2 separate regions of the Drosophila melanogaster genome follow, and region 1 is linked to region 2. A link is a contact called in public HiChIP or PLAC-seq data. All regions are on one chromosome and are shown on one strand. Each heading gives the region's core, a stretch centred on a gene start, on an enhancer-like site or on the middle of the called end of the contact. The rest is flanking DNA. Distances are from core to core; before and after follow the strand shown. Region 1 holds the start of Pde9 (Phosphodiesterase 9). Region 2 holds the start of Agpat1 (1-Acylglycerol-3-phosphate O-acyltransferase 1).

What was found. HiChIP or PLAC-seq counts read pairs in DNA pulled down with a chosen protein or histone mark.
Region 1: a contact with region 2 is called in an H3K27ac HiChIP or PLAC-seq map of the Kc167 cell line, with 7 times the contacts expected there. The contact joins the promoter of Pde9 here to the promoter of Agpat1 in region 2. A contact is called at or near these places in 1 of 1 datasets of contacts at CTCF or cohesin (the Kc167 cell line), 21 of 107 Hi-C or Micro-C datasets (the Kc167 cell line, the OSC cell line, the S2 cell line and 7 more) and 3 of 6 datasets of contacts at active chromatin or transcription factors (all in the Kc167 cell line).

The regions. Positions count from the first base shown.
Region 1 is chrX:12,895,189-12,898,879 of dm6, forward strand. It overlaps Pde9 (Phosphodiesterase 9), which reads right to left and starts at 2,139. Exons shown (of 10, transcript NM_001272567.2): 1 at 1,530-2,139. It overlaps CG32650, which reads right to left and starts at 3,481. Exons shown (of 1, transcript NM_167341.2): 1 at 2,315-3,481. The coding sequence starts at 3,399. The coding sequence ends at 2,359. It overlaps Coq8 (Coenzyme Q8), which reads right to left. Exons shown (of 2, transcript NM_132608.4): 2 at 3,580-3,691.
Region 2 is chrX:12,763,424-12,766,967 of dm6, forward strand. It overlaps Agpat1 (1-Acylglycerol-3-phosphate O-acyltransferase 1), which reads left to right and starts at 1,843. Exons shown (of 4, transcript NM_167337.2): 1 at 1,843-2,180. It overlaps pira (pirate), which reads right to left and starts at 188. Exons shown (of 1, transcript NM_001298238.1): 1 at 1-188.

The DNA of each region.
Region 1 (3,691 bases), core at 889-3,388, 130 kb after region 2:
TCCCGCCCGATGTAAACACAGTCTGGAAACTTTCCATTAGTCCGGGGGATCGGAGATAACAGCGAAATAATGCGCAGAGATCGCAGAAAATTGGAAATATAATAGGGATTTCGATTTTGATTTATTCATATATCTTTGTTATTTTTTTTTTTTTATTGTTTGCTTGGAAACAATGGAAACTTTGGATGAGGTTCTACTGTAGTCTAAATTTATTAAACAATTATTGGACATTTTTGTGCTGTCTGTTCTGTATTTTATTTATTATTGTGCCCCCCTAAAGAAAAGAGAGTCCAGTGATCGCGAAAGAGAGGCGACGAAAGAGACGCTGATGAAGAGAGGGAGGGAGAGCGGGCTGATAAAGCAACAGGAGCAACAACAACAGCAAACAAATACAATGCGAATTATCAGTGGACTGCGTGATATGATTATCAAAAGGTTCCCCATTGCTGTTGTTGCTGCAGCGGCTGCTGGCAACGGCATTTCTCAGCATATATATATATATGTATATGTACCAAGAAATATATATATTTATATAGGTATGTACATACACATATAGCCAACACACGCACATTCCAATACATGCGAACTTGGAACACTTTATTCATCCAATCCATATATAACTAAGACGTTTCCAACGTGCTTTGATAGCGCCAAAAAAAAAAAAAAAACAGACAACAAACAACACATTTTTCAAGAAATATGTAAACACCTGGTGATGAAAGAATGCTAACTGAAATTTATGCTAAATAAATGTCAATGGGAAAAAGTAGAAGTAACTAAAACTAGCTAATTAATGATTATTCCAAGCAAATACCACGATCAACTATCTATTGTTTAGTTTGGTTGAAAGTAGTTTAGTAGATTTTGAAAACTGTCACATTAAATCAACAGAGCTGGGAAAGTTCTTATCAAATTTTTGCTTCCTAGGATGAGAGTTGGATGTAATACCATCTATATAGTGTCTTGTTTAATTAGTAAGCACTATCAGCTCCTAAGAAATTCGTTATCTTAACATTTTTTCCATATTTTCCAGTATTTGTTCGTTTTTCCACGATAAATCTGCTGCATTTAGAACTGAGGCACAAACTTAAAAGCTAACCATAAAACAAATCACATTTAAAATAATGCCTGCTTTCAATATTCCACATTCTTAGTGCATATATAAATCCTTCATGTTCTTATCTGAGAGTAATGTTACGCTAGAAATGATCTTGAAGTTAGATTTTCCTAATTCTCACACCGATTAAAGATTACCAAAGCAAACTTTAATACCCGATAATTTGATATGTAAACTTTCGATAAATCACATTTAGCGAGTGATATTTTCGATAGATGTATGCTCGGTTCGATAACAGTGCCCGGTATGCTGGGGGTTATTAACCCCAGAAATCCCCGTTTGGCTGCGCCACTGTGCACACACACACACACACCCACTGAAAGCGAGCAACTCCCACAGTTCACTTTCATTGATAAACTCGGCTCTTCGCTCTTCTTCTTCCCCCATGCAAATCCAATTGTCTGCTACTTACTTTATTTATTTTTTATTTTTTTTTCCTTCGTGGTGTGTGTGACATCAATCAGCATCACATCGTTGTTGTTGCTGCTGCTGTTTTATTTATTTATTTCTTTTTTTCTCTGTTGCTCGACAATTGAAGCTAACCAACATTAAACTATAACTTCCTCACAAGCACACTGAACGCACACACACGCACAAGCTGCACGATCTTGCACTCTCAACAAAAACCAAAAAAATAAAAAAAATAACGAATTTCATACACTTTTTATCACGCCGATTGTAGTAAAATATTAATTAAAAAACAGGTGGCGCGCACAAGTACATTTGAGATAAACGCGGGCTTACAGATATTCAAATAAATGCAATTTATAGAACGATTTCTTAGTTTATAAAACAAAAATAAAGAGAAAAACAACCGTTTTTTTTGTAACCGTTGCAGTTCGATCACTTGCACTTTTTCACTCAATTAAGCTAGCATTTGAGCACCGGCAGCACATTTCCTGTGTCATTCCCGTTATTTTGGCAACTAATTCGGTTTGTTGATTAAAAGCGATCGCGATAAGCGTACGCCGTTTGTAAAGTTTGTAAACCAACTGAAAATTAACCGTAATCCGCGCGCGCAGCCTTCGCGAAATGAAACGCGACGGTTTGCAGTGTGACCGGCTAGCCGATCGGCGGGAAATGCGCTTTCGCTATCAGTGTGACCGTGCAGCTCGCTGCTAACTGCCTGTTAAGCAGCAATGTTAGCTAACAGTGCGCTTGAATAAAAAAAAAACTGTTGCTTATTTTGAATTTTTTGTTTATTATTACTTTAAATGAGCTAAACAATTGGCAAACAAACACTAATAGATTTTGGGCGGATTGTGCAGCATGCGCAACATTTTGCCGTACCAGGTCTTCGCCTCGGGCGGCACAACCACCGGCAGCTCGAGCAATTCGCCGCGGGAGAACTTGACGGTCCGATAGGAACGACGCTGCCAGGCCTTGGCCTTCACCCAGACGGGCCTGCCGGGATGCTCCTCGGCGCGATTGCTATCGGCATGCCCGGCGCCAGACGTGCCGAGGCTACCGATTTTGCGGGACATAACCGATGGCCTTGAGAAGCCCAGCGGTGCCAGGCCGAGCTCCAGATCCCGGACGCGGGCCAACAGACTTCGCGTTGAGCCCAGGCACATCTCGTGGGCCACCGTCATCTCGTCGAGTGCCTGCCGCTTGATCTCTGCATACTCCAAGCGAGACTGCGTGCGCTCGAGTATCTTCTTGTAGGCCTCCTTCAGGTGGCGACCCATCTTGAAGAGCTCACGCCAGCTGGCGTACAAGTCACGCGCGTAGCGATAGCGCTGCAGGCACTTGCCCGCCTCCAGTTGCTTGGTCAGGTGGAAGGAGAGGACGCGCTCGTGGTCCTGCCGACACCCGACCAGCTCCTTCGTCTGCCGTTGGAACAGACGATCCAGTGCCGAGATGCGTGCTCTGCCCAGTTCCGAGCAGCGAACGAGATCCGCCAGTTGCCTGCGAATGCGCAGGTTATTCCATTGCAGTTCTCGCAAGGCCGCCTCCCTGCTACCGTGCATGATCATCCAGCGCGAGTCCTCCGGTTCCAGGCCCTTGGCCAACGCCTCCTGTTCCTCCTCCCAACACGATCTGCCGCCGTCGCGCTCGTGAAAATCGATGGCCAACTGGGCCTGTATTTCGTCCAGCGTTCGATTCATGGCGCCAATCTCACGCTTCATTTGCGGCCAGGCTATCTCCTCGATTTGCTCCGGCGACTGCTCCTCCAACTCCTCGCTCCCATCGGATACGGATCCGTCGATGTCCGAGACGCAATCATGGTGAAACAACTCGTTCTTCCTCTTCATGCTTTGGGTCTTCACAAATGTCTTCATGTTTTTTGCATTAGATACAATGTATATATATTTTTTTTGTGTAGTGTTTTATTGTTGGGGTTTTTAACTAAAATGTGTGTGTGTGTGTGTTAGCTGTTGGGGATTGCTCAAAACCTACTTGTTTCCAATTCAATTGACAACTAACCCTGACCCAGTCAGTTAAGGATAAACACGTTAGTTGGGAAATTAACATATGTAATCTTGCAGCGAATCGCATTTACAAATTAAGCGCACTTATGGTTTACAACTGGGATTGGATTGGACAAAAAAAAAAAAAAAGAAAATGGTCAAG
Region 2 (3,544 bases), core at 593-3,092:
CAAATTCTCGGGCTGCTTGATGTGCAAAGTTAACTGGATGGTTGAAGAGTCACCTAACACGGTGACTTTGATCACTATATTCCTTTCATTTTCCAATCTGTGTGTTTTATGCGATATTTGATATCTGTCTATTTTTATTGTTGGGGTAAACGGCGTCCCAAGTGCTGTATCCAAAAATCATCTGTGCGAGTTGCTATCGCCATCGGAGTTTTGCTGCTCATATCGATACATATGTATATGTTTCCAATTGGTATGGATTTTGTGGGGTGTTTTTAAAAATATGTATCGATAGTCCGCTTTGAAATTTGAATGTTGCGAATATTGAAATTAAATAATATTTGAACTGACGAAATATAGGCATTTAAGCGAATCTTAGCTAAGCTAAGTTCTTTGCTTTTCATTTACAAGTATTAGTATTCTTACATGTGGTATTTACAAAGTTATAAGTTCAGCCGTTTGTTGCAAGTTCTTTGTATGGGAATTTTTAAAAACCAAAAATTTATTCTCGTTTTAATTTCAACATTTTGCAAATACAAGTACAGACATTAATCAAATTATAGTTGTGCGTCCGTCATCGGGTCCACCTGTCCGATTTTTAGTCGTCAGCATTGAGCTCCTCTCACCACATGGATCGCTTGGCGGCGATAAGAAAATCAAATGTAAACAAAAATATTATTGTTTTTTTGTTTTTTGCCAAGAGCGTATTTATAAAAAAAAAAAAAAAACAACTGACAGACACACACACGTTTTCCTTTCCGCGGGCCAAAGGGCTCCATTTCGCAATTTGCATCGGTTGCCAAGTGCGGAAAAACGCATCTAAATCACAACGTTGTTAGCTGTCAGAAAGTTTGCCAAGTCGAATTCCTTAAATGTGAAGCAACTGGAAACTGGCTTTTGTTTTACATTTACAAATTTACTATTACTACTACTGTATATACTTTACTAAATAGTGTCATATCTGTGCTGGCTGCAGTAATATATTTTGCAAAATATATTTTTATTCGAATTGTTTTTTCTTATGCATATATTAATTATATATATTATTTAAAATATATTTAACATTTAAGCACGTGGAAAATGCATATGTAAATAATACAACAAGCCTGCTCTATTTTTAAATATCCAGCTGAGTACATCATATTTTTCGGGAAAAACTTATGCTATGTTTTCCGTTAGTTCTTTATTAAATTGAATTTTTCGTTGTAGTCATATAAACTTTTTTGTTTGCTCTAACCAAACCGTTCGCAGAGAAGATGTCATATTTAACTAACAGCTTTATTTTTTTTTTAAATACGCGGGACTTTAATATTTAATTCTCAATTAATTCTCGAAACGATGTTTTTAGTTCATGCTTTTTAGTTCCAAAGCTGAGACTCAAACCCAATGCCAGCTCCATGCAGCGCGGACGCACACACCGCTCGCTATCGATACCCAACAATTAGCCGTCTATCGATATTTGCAGACTATAATATTTTTATTTACACTTGTTGAAAAAGAAAGAACATTTATTTATTATTAAATTTAATTTTTTTGTAATTTAATATAAAACAAATATTAATATAATAAAATTAAAAAAAATAAGATATATTTTCAGATGCATAATCTTAAACTGGTATTGATAAACATAAGTTTGTCGGAAATCAATTGATCGGAAATTTTTTGGCCTCCACTACAAATTGAAAATGCATATACAATTTTAAGATTGCATGCTAATAACTGAAATTGAATAAATTTAAATTTGAAGAAATTCGTTTTCTGAGTCTTCGAATAGCGATGAAAAAAAAAAATAGACATCGATGTTTCGGAAAATCGATAAAAACATCGATGCATCGATGTTAGCTTCGATATTTCGGTACCGCTAGTTGCCACGAAAGTCGCTCGAACGCCGGTAACGGAAATTCTCAGCAAACGCAGCGCAACGTCGTTTTCGCGTCGCCGTCGACGTCGGCGTTGTGTCGTCGCCGCAGCAGCAGAAAATAAAAATAAAAGAGAAGAAAAAGAATCGAAATAACTGCATACGAAATAGATCGAAATAAAAAGTAGTCGCTTTTATTAAAATCCACAACAAACAAAAGCCGAAACGAAGAAAGTGAGCATTCATTTGTTGTTGGTGTGTCAAGCGAATTCCACACGCAGCCGCCAATTGTATTAAATTCGAATTGTTTAATTTAATTGTAAAGGTTTGTCCACAACAAAACGGAGCTGGCGAAAATTGCATTTATTTATGTTTAATTCGAGTGTTTTTGTGTGTGTGTGTGTGCTATGTGTTTTTGTGTGTCTTTAAGTTGATTTCTTTTGCTATTATCCTTGGCGTGTCTGTAGTTCTCTCTGCCACCCTCTCTTTTTGAACGCTCTCTTGGCGCAACCCCCTTTTACCGTTTTTTGCTTATTTTGTTTTGTGCCAGATGTGTTCGTAAGGGAACAACAATATTAACCCTTGATGGACCCAGTTTGCAAAATAGTAAATAATAAGTAAATTTTTTGACACAACGAAAAACTCTATAGTTCTTCCTATGCACTTGAAATACAAATGAACAGAAAACAAATTCATATTGTAAAATTGTCTTTTTATGCAAATGGAGTTAATTTTGGAGTTAATTTTGTGTTCTTATTTATTAATATAATATTTGAATTAAATTTAATGAAGAATTTTTTTTAATATCAATGGATGTCCTCGAACTAACATAACGCGCAAGTGTTAAGACTGAAAATGGAAATAGGGGCAGCGAACCGAATAAAGGAAATGGCAAACAAATAGACAATTTATTTAGCTGATTATATGCAGCATTCAAATCGGGATTCAATAGCATATCAATTGATAGTATCTCATTGATAGTATCTATTAAAACCCGTAGAAAAACACAATATGGTATGCTAAATTCCCATTCCTTCGTTTCTCCCCCGTTTTGTTTTGTTCCGTTTTTCGCCGCTGGGCGCAAATTTAAATTGATTTTTTCTCTTTCTTCTGGGCGGCTGCACATACAGCTGCGGTCAAGATATTAGCATTAGTTCAATTCTTTATCAATACCATATGCACTCTTTCACAAAACCTTATATTAGCAAATATTTCCTATTCACTTTTATTTTGGGTATGACATTTAAAAAGGGATCGTATTTTATGCAAGTTTTGCTTTTAACTTCAACTGCTTGCAATTTTTTTTTCCCCCTGAACTGTAGTATTCATCACTTGGTGCGCTTGTGACGTTGTGGTTTGTTGCACTCGCATAATTGTCATATTAATACGTGCATAAAAGAGTGAGCAATAAAAGTAGTGGAAGGAACAGGAGAAATGGCGTGCAACACAGCAATTGCCCATTTCCCCTTTCTCCCGCTTTATCAGCACTTAAAACACACTAGCCCAAAAACATAACAAAAGGACGGTGCTTGTAAAACTGTAAGAATTAGCCCTTTAACGCCAGTTCCATTGTTCTTTGTTCTGATTGCTAATAATTTGGTTTATAGTCTTCAAACTTTTACTACATTATTTATAAATATTAACAAATTTGCTCATTATTTATAAATATTAACAAATTTGCTCTTTTCA